4 separate regions of the Mus musculus genome follow, and regions 2, 3 and 4 are each linked to region 1. A link is a contact called in public ChIA-PET data. All regions are on one chromosome and are shown on one strand. The core of a region is the stretch at or near the end of the contact, and the rest is flanking DNA. Distances in the headings are between cores, read along the strand shown. Region 1 has its middle 16 kb from the start of Gm33905. Region 2 has its middle 30 kb from the start of Mier3. Region 3 holds the start of Gpbp1 (GC-rich promoter binding protein 1). Region 4 has its middle 19 kb from the start of Mcidas.

The links. ChIA-PET counts read pairs in DNA pulled down with a chosen protein or histone mark.
Region 2: a contact with region 1 is called in an RNA polymerase II ChIA-PET map of memory CD8 T cells, with 20 read pairs. The contact joins two enhancer-like sites. A contact is called at or near these places in 3 of 115 datasets of contacts at active chromatin or transcription factors (embryonic stem cells, large pre-B cells and memory CD8 T cells).
Region 3: a contact with region 1 is called in an RNA polymerase II ChIA-PET map of memory CD8 T cells, with 116 read pairs. The contact joins the promoter of Gpbp1 here to the enhancer-like site in region 1. A contact is called at or near these places in 1 of 484 Hi-C or Micro-C datasets (regulatory T cells), 6 of 115 datasets of contacts at active chromatin or transcription factors (embryonic hindbrain, memory CD8 T cells, microglia and 3 more) and 1 of 9 other capture datasets (adipose tissue).
Region 4: an RNA polymerase II ChIA-PET map of memory CD8 T cells shows a contact between it and region 1, with 21 read pairs. The contact joins two enhancer-like sites. A contact is called at or near these places in 2 of 115 datasets of contacts at active chromatin or transcription factors (memory CD8 T cells and thymic regulatory T cells).

The regions. Positions count from the first base shown.
Region 1 is chr13:112,426,196-112,429,183 of GRCm38.p6, reverse strand. No RefSeq gene overlaps it. Among named protein-coding and RNA genes, the nearest start is that of Gm33905, 16 kb to the right of the region's middle. Within about 2 kb of position 1,438, at least 78 of the 459 cell types and tissues checked have an H3K27ac peak or open chromatin away from gene starts, as enhancers often do. A contact at or near this core is called in memory CD8 T cells, microglia, regulatory T cells and 2 more, where this site is marked.
Region 2 is chr13:111,655,043-111,657,942 of GRCm38.p6, reverse strand. No RefSeq gene overlaps it. Among named protein-coding and RNA genes, the nearest start is that of Mier3, 30 kb to the left of the region's middle. Within about 2 kb of position 1,477, at least 57 of the 459 cell types and tissues checked have an H3K27ac peak or open chromatin away from gene starts, as enhancers often do. A contact at or near this core is called in memory CD8 T cells, where this site is marked.
Region 3 is chr13:111,488,706-111,491,624 of GRCm38.p6, reverse strand. Gpbp1 (GC-rich promoter binding protein 1) reads left to right here and starts at 1,498. Exons shown (of 13, transcript NM_028487.5): 1 at 1,498-1,907.
Region 4 is chr13:113,011,909-113,014,608 of GRCm38.p6, reverse strand. No RefSeq gene overlaps it. Among named protein-coding and RNA genes, the nearest start is that of Mcidas, 19 kb to the right of the region's middle. Within about 2 kb of position 1,363, at least 103 of the 459 cell types and tissues checked have an H3K27ac peak or open chromatin away from gene starts, as enhancers often do. A contact at or near this core is called in memory CD8 T cells and thymic regulatory T cells, where this site is marked.

The DNA.
Region 1 (2,988 bases), core at 189-2,688:
AAGGAAATGCCTCTCGTACTTATTCATTAATATTAATAAATAAAGTGCAATTCATCATTAAATAAAGTGCCAAAGTCACAAGATTATTAAGAACAGCAGCCCTAGAGTTTGTTAAGAGACGCTTTTACAATCATTGGTGTGTGTGTGTGTGTGTGTATGTGTGTGTGTATGTATGTGTGTGAGTGTGTGTGTATGGGTGTGTGTGTGTGTATGTGTGTGTGTGTGAGTGTGTGTGAGTGTGTGTATATGGGTGTGTGTGAGTGTGTGTATGTGTGTGTGTGTATGTGTGTGTATGTGTGTGTGTATGTGTGTGTGAGTGTGTGTATATGGGTGTGTGTGTGTGTGTGTGTGTGTGTATGGGTGTTTTGCTGACACGTATGTATTTGTACTCTGTGCATACCTCGTGCCAGCAGAGCAGAAGGAGATATTAGATCCCTCGAACTGGAGCCACAGATGGTTGTAAGCCGCCAGATGAGCGTCGAGAATCCAACATGGGTTTCCGTGAAGAGTAACAAGTCTAACTGCCGAGTCACACAATAATTGAAAATCTTAGGATTAGCTGCCTGTGAATTTGCATCCTTGTGGGAGTTTTGCTATTTATTCTCATGTTAAAGCCATCCTTTTGTTATTTTAGTGATTTTTTTTTGTTGTTTTTGTTTGTTTGGTTGGTTTTTCCAGACAGGGTTTCTCTGTGTAGCCCTGGCTGTTCTGGAACTCACTTTGAAGACCAGACTGGCCTCGAACTCAGAAATCTGCCTGCCTGCCTCTGCTTCCCGAGTGCTGGGGTTAAAGGCGTGCGTCACCACGCCCAGCTTTTTAGTGATTTATTTATCGTGCGGGTATGTGTGCATGCACATATAATTAATTGCACATGCTGCAGAGACCAGAAGATATCTTCCTTGATCACTCTGTGCCTTTGAGGCAGGGTCTCTCTCTCTCTCTCTCTCTCTCTTCAAACCCGAGGCCCACAATTTCTCAGCTATACTGAAATCCAACCAGCCTCAGCAAGCCTTCTTAGTGCTTGGGTTATAGATATGTACTCAATGCCCTGCTTGTTCTGTGGGTACTGGGATCCGAACTCTGGCCTTCATAATTATACAGCGAGGACTCTAAACTGCTGAGCTATCTCTCCAGCCCACGTTTTTCTTTTAGCCACGAAGATACAGCTGCTTCCTTAATGTCTAAATGGATGAAACCTCACTCGTCAGGACAAGGTACACTAGGGAATACTCAATAGTCACAGTCCTAGCTACATCAGAACATGGCCAGGCCTTCAGCGGTGAGAGAAACCAGCCACATGGTCACAGGAGATAGGATAGTGAGCTGTGAGGTAAGAACTTAGAACGATGGCACGTGAGACCCTAGCCAGGGATCCCTCTGCATCTTTAAAGATGAAGCAAGTCACACAGAGACGCAGAGGCATGAGAGAGAATGAAATACTCCCAGGAGCTCATACACGCCCACCCTCCACCAAAACACTCAAGTCTTTGGTCGGGCTCTGCTCTCTTACATCACTTCCTGTTTTTGACTTTGCTGTAGTACTTGAGCTTTGAGTGTGTGTGTGTGTGTGCGCGTGTGCGTGTGTGTGTGTGTGTGTGTGTGTGTGTGCGCGTGTGTGTGTGTATGTGCGTGTGTGTGTGCGTGTGTGTGCGTGTGTGTGCGTGCACGTGTGTGTGTGTGTGTGTGTGTGTGTATTGGTGCACAGCTGGAGCTTTACTATTAGCATGCATCTCTAGATCTCTAGTTAGCTTCTTTTTTTTTTTTTTTTTTTTTTTTTTTTTTTTTTTTTGGTTTTTTTTTTTTGGTTTTTTGAGACAGGGTTTCTCTGTATAACCTTCCCTGACCTGGAACTCACTCTGTAGACCAGGCTGACCTCGAACTCAGAAATCCGCCTGCCTCTGCCTCCCGAAGGCTGGGATTAGAGGCCTGTACCACCACCATCTAGGATGGACCCCTCACTTGCATTTTTAGCCATCTGTCAAACCTCATCTACGATCACCTTCTGGGATTTGTGTTTCTAGCTGCCTTGGGAGGAAGGAGATAAACCAAAAAAAAAAAAAAAAAAAAAAGGAGGTGACAGCTGGGTGTTGGACTCAAAATTCAGCTCTGTCCCTCTGGGTTTTCTGAGCCACTGTGATGTGATGACAACGGGCTCCTTCGAAAGATCAGATAACAGTCCCAGCTTTGCACCATTCAAGCAAAGCTTATCCCTAGAACCCGAAGATGACACACTTTCGCTTATTACTAGATTCAGGGGACCCTGGGCAAGGACTTCAGGGGATTTCTCTCTCTGTCTCTCTCTGTCTCTCTCTCTCTCTTCTTTCTTTGCTTCCTGGAATGGAACCTCCGCAGACAGATTCATTTCAGTATTGCAGCTTGAGATTAGATGCCTTTTCTACTTGCTGGCCTTCATCTTTGTTGTTTACCAACTAGATCTCACGAAGAGAAAGGCAGACAGCATTGTACTTAAAGCAGAGGTGGAGGGTGGCCTCAAAGGAAGCGTGGCTCTTACAGTGTCTGGGAAGAGAAAGACCAAGGGAGTCCCCACAGTCTGCTTAGATGGCATCTGACCATGAGCGATGGGAGGAAATGACTGCCCACCGTGTGCACTTCACCCTCCCGTCGTCTTCCTCTGCTTTCTCAGGCTGAGGACAACCCAGGTGCCTGTGCCAAGCATTTGGCCTGGGGAGGAGTGACAGCAACACAAACTTACAGGAACGCTGCCTGCCTGAAGACAGTTTCTCATCTCTCTTTCTCTCTCTTTGCTTCCTCCCAGGCTCTGGTTGCTTCAGCAGGGTCCACCCCAGGGGTGGGGGGTGGGGGTGGGGACTCTTCTGTCTGTCTTCCCTGGAGAACAGTCTCTCTTGACCTGTCTCCGCAGGTCTCTTTGCTCAGTCTTACTTCTGTCTCCTGCCCTTTCTTCAGAGCTGGGTGAAACTGGTCCTCAGCAGTGTGAAAGTGGATTCTTCATGTGCTTTTCATCTTGCT
Region 2 (2,900 bases), core at 228-2,727, 770 kb after region 1:
TCCCTGTAAAGAGCAAAGAGCATAGAGCACCGATTTGCGACACTAGGCAGCTACTACCTCTATTCTGGATAGCCCCGTTTGCCAACCACATTTCAGCTTATACCTGTGATACTTCACCTTGATTGTCACCTTGATTGTCTACGTGACAGAATCCAGAATCACCTAGGAGGTGAACCTCTGTACCTGTCTATGAGGGAATGTCTAAATTAAGTTGGTTGAGGTAGGGAGACACACTTTAGCATTGAGCAGGACTATTATAGGCTGGAGGAAACAAACTGAGTATGGACCTTCATCTCTCTGTTTCTTAACTGCTGTTGCAAACGTGATCAGTTGCCCCAAGCTCCTGCTGCCCTGCTGTGACTTCCTCACCGTGATGGACAGGACCTTCCACCTGTGAGCCATAATAAGGCCTGCCTTAAACTGCTTTTGTCTGATATTATGCAACAGTGAGAGTGACTGGTGCATCATTGGGCTCACACAGCAGGATACATGAAGGGTTCCTCAGGGATGTGTCCTCTCCTCAGAAGTCAGCGTTGCATGCCAGTGCTTTGAAGGAACGGCGGTAAGCTTCCAGTCCCAGACAGATGGAGACCCCTGAGACCATTAGAACATCTTTTCATGAAGTCACAGTGAAGGACATGCATCTCTCCACCAACTGTAGGAGAGAAGCTACCTATCCCGTTGTCAAGACTCAAGCTAATCCAGCCTTGAAGTAGCTACATCCTATTCCTTAGGTAAAGCCCCAAATAAAGGCCACACATAGCTTCTGCTTGCTGGCTAAATCCATTCCAATACTTCATACTAAAGCTGTATGATGAATCTACTTGGCTTTTGTCTGTTAGGGACTAGGTTGCTATTTCAAACCAACAAATGATTTATCTTTCTTATCTTTCTAGGAAGTATCACACTTGCCGCAGAGCCACCAAAACACTCCTTTGAGAAGATATAGCTGAAGCCTAATCGTCTCCCTGCACTGGGGTAGAAGGGCGTGGCTTTATCATTCAAATTCTCTCTCTCTCTCTCTCTCTCTCTCTCTCTCTCTCTCTCTCTCTCTGTCTCTTGTGCCACTCTTGATAGTGAGGACAGCTTATGAAATTGGGCCCCATGAAACACTTAAACTGACTGTCTTTGGATTCTATTTATCCATCCAAATAGCTTAAACCAAAGTCAAGTGCTGCCAACCAAAATATTTTGATAACATTTGCGTATGATCCTGATTCTTGAAAATGTTTATGGAAGCATGTTCTTAGTTAGCCTCTGTATGTCTGAAAATATCTCCTGCATATGCCAGCAACTGAGCACAGAACCTGCTCTCTGTGCCCTCAACTGCTCAGAACGTTCTCCGTCTTGGAAACCAGTTGCTGAGGGCATGAATCGAAAGATCACTCATCATCCCGAGAGGAGCATCTGACAGCACCACGCATTCGTTCTCGGGTTAGGTCTAGTTAATCGATTAAATACAACCTACATTGCAGGAGGAAGATAAGCCATGCGTGCCCTGCAGGATTGCATAATGTCAGTGAGACCAGAGAAGTGTCTGTCACCAGCACAGCAGGTGGGCAGCTTCTGAAATTTAAAATGTGGACTTTGCCTTGTTTTCCGTGATGATTGATGAATGAAACCTACCAGTTAGCTACGACGTTGAGACCTTCAAAGGGCAACTTGCAAGATATATAGCATTCTATAAGTTTATTCTAAACAGGCTCCTTACATATTTGTCTAACTCAGGTACTGGCTCATTGACTTGAAAGAGCTGAGGGAGGTTCTCTGTAAAGCAAATAATTAGCCATGCAAATGTGGGTTAGGTGATGGAGGAGCCTCTCTTCTACAATGATTCAGAGTGTTGAAGGCAATACTCAAGCTTAATCTCCATCACAGTATTTAACCACATCCTGCCCGGCAGACCTCAGACCCAGGAAAGTGTGAATGAATGAGAGTGAGCCTGTCTACCCCCAAAGAACTGTCTAAGAACTTTATCTATAATAAGTGCTTCCAAGAAACATCTTATGGTAAATGTGCTGGCTAATTTTATGTCAACGTGACACATTCTAGAGTCATCTGAGAGGGAGCTTTAACTGAGAAAATGCCTCCATAAGATGGGGCTCTAGGCAAGCCTCTAAATTTTTTTAAAGTAGTGATTGATGGGGGAAGGACCCAGTCTGATGTGAGTGGGGCCATCCCTGAGCTGGTGGTCCTGGATTCTATAAGAAAACGGATGAGCAAGCCATGTGGAGCAAGCCAATCAGGAGTCTCTCTCTATGGTCTCTGCATTAGCTCCTGCAGCCAGGTTCCCATCCTGTTTGAATTCCTGTCCTGCCTTTCTTCAGCGATGGACTATGGATGTGGAAGCAGAGCTAAATACATTTTTTCCTCCCCAACTTGCTTTTGTCATGATGTTTCATCCTAGCGACAGAAGCCCTAACTATGACGGTGACAGATTGTACTTCTATGCCACCAGCCCCAAAGTTTCAGTTTCAATTTCCCATGATATAGTGATAAAAATTTGGCAACCTATAACTATTGTTTCTGACATGGTGTCAAACTTCCCTATAAATGGTTTCACTCATAGATTAGTGCAGAACTTAGCTTTGTTCGAAGGAGTTTCTGGTTGCATGGCTAATTTAGACTCAAAACTGGTTCAAATGCTAGGAAAAAGTTACCATACAGTGCCCAGCTCTTAAGGGTACATCTGTATTGCCACCACCATGCCAAGACTCAAGAAACATCAAACAAGAAGGGGCAGAGAGTAAAAGCCAGATGATAAGAAAGAGCACTGTATTGTCTTCTGGATGGGACATGGCTGCACACATGGACTCCCAACAGCTGTGTTTGCCTACTAAATCTTGCATAATGGAGGTTTTCAACATTTCATGTTGCTGGGGGAGGAGGAGTTGTTTTGT
Region 3 (2,919 bases), core at 249-2,748, 940 kb after region 1:
CCTAGTTTGATATCAATTCTTAGAAATAGAAACCAGGTGGTGTGTCTTTGAAGGGATAAGGAGAACTCCAGGCCAGCTTGGGTTACATAGCTGAGATCCGAGCTAAATTCAAAAGCAACCCAAGTTCTTTTTCAATATACGTTAATTTTATGGATTCAGGTCTCGTGTAGTGGAAAGAGTTTGGATTAAGACTTAAAACAGAGCTGGGCGGGGTGGGGCATGGTTGTGACCCCAGAGTTTGTAAAGCAGAGGCAAAAGGATCGGGCGTTCAAGGTTCTCTACATAGCTCTTTAGAGAAAGCAACACGAATCCTTGCCTCTCCCGTCCCCACTCGACCCATATTCAAACCCACCTAAAACAAACGGAAGTTTAAACCGGGTAGGTTGAGTAGTCAAGGTCCAGGGAGTAACTGGATCATTTCTAAAATATGAAACCAGCTTATGTAAAAAGTGAGGAAAACACATCTTAGACATTGGCACGATTGAAAAAAGCATCCTTTAGTTTTAAGCCCTTTTTCCCTTTGTACCTAGGGGGCAAGATGGGTAAAGATTGAGGTACAAATTAAGGCGAGTTTACATTCGGCGAACTTATAGGGGTAACGCACTAAACTACAAACCCTATAATGCATATAAAAAGTTTCTGGGAAATGACGCTCCGGTGATTTTCCCTCTTTAGGACGCTTCTCCCTCATTTCTTCTACTTTTTTCCTTTTAGAATTAAATCTCCAACCTTTCCAGAGTGAACCTTTGGCTATATGTAGAGAAAGTGAATACCGTAACTTTTTTTTTTTAAATAATCGTTTGTGCTATGCGGATACCCAGGACAACGCTGATGAAATAATCCATCTCCTTTGGAGTTATTAGAAATAGGAATTACTAGCGCGATGCTCTCTGGCAGCCCTTCGCACTCCGGGGGAACGGTGGCTGCAGCCGAGCCTCGCGCGCCTCCCTAACCCGGCTTCCGCGTGTTAACGTCCCGCACGCTCCGCGTGGCGCGCGACTGCGGCGCCCAATCACTCAGGCAGGGCCGGCTCCGCCCACGGAGCGCTCAGGGCCCGCGCCGAGCGGCCTGCGAGCCACGGCGGGCTTCAGGCGGAGCCGAACGAACGGCGCCCGCCGCCGGCCGTTCCGGGTTGCGCGGCGCTGCCGGGCAGACTCAGAAGCGCCGCACGCCCTGCGAGCCCGCCTGCCCGTCCGGACCGCCTGCGCTCGTCCTCTCCACCCCACCGTTCCCGAGCTCGGGGAGGGCCCGCGGCTGCACAGAGGCGCTCCTCAGGGAACGGACGGGAATTCCCCCTTCCACCGAACGTTCCGGATTGTTCACCGTCCTCACGTCAGCAGCAGGGGGTAATCCCCGGCTCCAGCTGCTCCTGACGTCACCGCGCCGAGACTCCGCCTCCCCGCCCCGCCCCCCGCCCCGCCCCCGCCCTTCCCCCGCGCCAGGCCCAGCCTCCGGGTCCTCCTCAAAGCCCCGCCCCCGGTCTAGCCCCGCCCCTTCCTCTCCCCCAGGCGCCGACGTAGAGGGCGGAGCTTCCCTGACCTGGGGCGTGAGCTGCTACTTGGGCCAGAAGGTTCTGTGGTGGAGGCCCTCCTCCTCCGGCTCCGCCCAGTGGGTTCGTTTGCACCGCGGCTTCCGCACCCTTTCTTCCTCCTCTTTTCCCCTCGCCCCGCCTCCCTCCTCTTACTTCTCAACCTCTCCGCTGCGTCCCCCCTCCCTCGCCACCTTCCACGATCTCGCGAGACTTGGCCCAGAACATTGCGGATCGGGTCGGCGCCATTTTGGGACTGAGACTGGTTGTGGGGGAGGGAAAAGCGGCAAAAGGGGATTATTCAAAGTACCGAAAACCTCCTCCCGGGATCGAGCGCAGCGGCACCCCCAGGCCAGGGGCACCTCTGGTGGGGCAGAAGGTAACACAGTCCCCTGGGCCCCGGACGGGAGTCTCGGGGACCGGGGGAGGGGTTGCCCGTGTCGGCGTTGGGGCTTGAGGGGTCGGGAGCGGCGTTGGTGGCGCGAGGCGTGAGGGTGCGGGCGGCCGGGGGGCGGCGTGAGGCGTGAGGCGCGGGGCGCCCGCCCGTCCTCCCTCCCTCCCTCCCTCCCCCCGGCCGGCGTTGACTCAGCCCGGCGGAGCGGAGGCGGCGGCGGCGGCCGTGGGGCGAGGTGGGCGGCGGGCCTCGGCGGCCGTGGTGGGGGGGGGTGGTGCTCGGCGGCGAAGGCCGGGAACGGCCGGGGCGCCCGCGGCGTCGGGCTAAGACCCCAGGCCCCGGCACGCGCGCCTTCCTGGGCCACCACCAGCAAGGCGGCCCCGGGAACCGGGGAACCGGGGGACCGGGGACTGGAGTCGCGGCGTGCGGAGCCGTGGACTTCCGCCGTGTGCTCGGCGGCGCTTCGCCCTCCCCGCCGCGCCGGGCTCCGTGGCAGTTGCGGTGGTGGTGGTGGCTGCTCGCCCAAGGCGAGCGCTCCGAAGTCGCGTCGGCTCCCGAGTCCGACGGGACCTGTTTATTTTCCCGGGGAGAGCACGGTCCTTAACGGGGTGGACGGGTCGCGTCCCGCACCTCCCACCCCTGGAGTTTTGGCCGAAACCTGTTTGCTTAATTTCAAGGGAATGGGGCCGAGCACCTGGAGCCGAGCGCTGCTCTCCCGGGCTTGGGAGTCAGCCCCCGGGCGAACCGTAGCCACTCGCCCTGCCACGCTCGCCTTGCCACGCTCCCCTCCCGCCCGCCGGCCTGCCCGCCGGCCTTCCTACTAAGCCGTAGTGGGGACAATCCAGCTGCTCCGTCCTCCGAGATTGCGTTTTGGAAGGAGCGTCACGCTCCTTTCCGCCTCTCACTCTCGGAGTCGGGTTCCCCGACGCTCCGTGGCAGCACCACCTGTCCATTTGTTTTCCTTTGGCACATGGGAGAGAATCGGGGAAGAGCACTG
Region 4 (2,700 bases), core at 114-2,613, 590 kb before region 1:
TTGATTTATTTATTTATGTATGTATATGAGTGCACTGTAGCTGTATTTAGACATCTGAGGACAGATCTCATTACATATGGTTGTGAGCCATCATGTGGTTGCTGGGAATTGAACTCGGGTGCTCTGGAAGAGCAGACAGTGCTCTTAACTGCTGAGCCACCTCTCCAGCCCTGTCTGGCAGCTCCTTGTTGTGCAGAAGTTACAACAAGCCCACATGAGGAACCTGATGAACACACGTGGCCATTGGCAGTGATGGGGCCAGCGGCAGTGAGGACATGAGTGACGAAGGTGTATCCATCATCTGGTCATCCTTGTCCAAACCGCCGTGTGCTTGTTGTAGCAAGCTTCATGGTCCTGTTGTGGTTCTGGTGTGGTTACTTCAATAACAGTGCCTTCCTTCTTCCTACTGACAACACCATTTCTGGTAGGATCGTGGAAGCTGGAAATAAAGGTGATGGGCTTGTTATCCTTCCATAGCATGCGTGCTACACTGTCCCAGCACAGAAGGCCAACTATGCTCCTGCTTTCTTCAGTGATAATGACCTAGAATGTTCACTGGCCCTTTATCATCCACACTGAAGCTTAGATCCACAGTTGGTGCCACAAAGTTCCTAGTCTGTTGTGTCCGGCCAGCAGACCACAACCTGGGTTCTAGCCTGGAAAGGCATTTTGGAAACCTGGAAGAGAAGAGGGGCTAGGTGGCGAGAGAAAGGAATGTAGCCAAGACAGTTACTCTGATCAAGGCTCAAATTTTATTGTTGCGACACTAGTTATGAAGGAAGGGGGAGGGGACCCGATTCCCGCCAAATAATCTCTGGTCCAGTAAAAAGGTGCACGTGTGGCTCCGCAGGTTCCAGCAGTGGGCGTGGCAGACCGAATGAGCAGGAAGCTCCACCCCTGAGCAAGCAGGTTTCAGGCTGGGGGAGGGGAGACTACACTAGTCCACCCCTCCTCGATGGCACCAGAATCTCCCTCTCACTTGGTTGAGGGCCACGGGCAGTCCCCACCCACCCCCACCCCCACCCCCACCCCTGGCTTCCAACACCCTGTCTTTCATTTTCAGAATCACCACTTTCACTTTTACTCAGTGCTTCATCAAGGAAGTTGTCACTTAAATCAGAAAGAGAAAGGAACTCCTTGCTAAATGCTCCCTCATCAGACGCAGAATTCTGTAAGATATCTGTCACTTGTTGAACTGAGTAGCGAGTTGACCATTTGCCTGCTGAAGCGCTCAGCTCATCAATTGCTCGCTTCATGGTCTATCCCGTCCCCCAAATCACTTCAAAATACAACCAAAACAGACATTCTCAATAGGCAGCCGTTTGCAGTCAGCTGACGTCACGCTAGTGCGAGACTTAACAGATTGGGTGTTATTTTTAGCTCTTAGCAACAAGGCATCTATTTCTACCATGCCAGAAACTCGGTATTGTAGACATTTACATCATTCCCATCCAGTAGGGTTAAATGAGTTATCAGTACATGAAAAGTTCCAGAAGAGACATAAATGCATATTACTAAGGGAAAGGAGCTGAATGTGTGAGGCTAGGCTGTATGACTTCAATTTCATAAAGTTATGGAATATGTACAACCATGAAGACAGTGGAGAAACAGAGATTATTGAAGATTGGAGGGGCGGAGGGATTAGTAAATACCTCACAAGAGCTTGGCCAGGGCTCTGAACCACTCTGTATACTACGGTACTTGGAGAGAGCTGTCAGAATGCATTTGCTCCAAACCCGTGCACAGTGCTGAGCAAGAACTTGAGATGGTAACAGGGATTTGCCAGTTGCAGCAAATGTGTCTCTCTGATGGGAGAACCAGACAATGGGAGAGGCTGCACACATGTCTGGAGTGCGGAGATACACGGCGCTGCTCTGCCTATACCTTCCACTGACTTTTACTATGAATTCAAAATTACTATAAAGCTCACACACTTTTTAATCTCTCTCTCTCTCTCTCTCTCTCTCTCTCTCTCTCTCCCTCTCCCTCTCTCTCTCTCTCTCTGACACACACACACCAGGAAAAGAGAATTTGATTTTTTTAAAGCTATATAAACAGTGTAATTAATATCATAAAGTCTCTGACTCTTAAATTTTTCCTTTTAAGATGACTTTGTATAGCAAGGGCCACTGTGTTGGTATAGATGGGAACTACTGTTGATTGTCTCTAGGGCTTTGAAGTCACTGAGGAAAAACAATATTTCAGTGAAGCACCAACACTTTGCCACTCAGTCGGTAAAACAGCTCCTACATTTTGCACAGGAGAAGGAGGAAGGGCTGTGTGTCAACTAGTTGCCGATGTCTGTCCTGCCAGTGTCCGTCCTACGTCCTTCCACAGCCCACAAACCAACTGTGCATTTGTGTGAAGGATCTTACTTGCTTCTCTCAGGCAAGTTCAGTTCTTCTAAGCTTGAGGGCTCAGTTCACTGGAGTCACTAGCTGGAACACAGATATTACTCATCGCCAAAGTTTTATTTTACCAAGTTGTGGATCTCCTCTGAGACTCATCAAAATTGCTACTCATCAAAATCTTTCAGCCCCTCAGTCCTAAGTGTAGTTTTCTCAAAAAAAAAAAAAAAAAAAAAAAAAAAGAAAAGAAAAAAACAAAAACCCAAAAAACAATAGACTCTGTGATGGGCTTGGCTTGCACCCAGAATCTCTGGAATCTGACAAGGCAGCAACAACAGAAAAGATGCTGAAG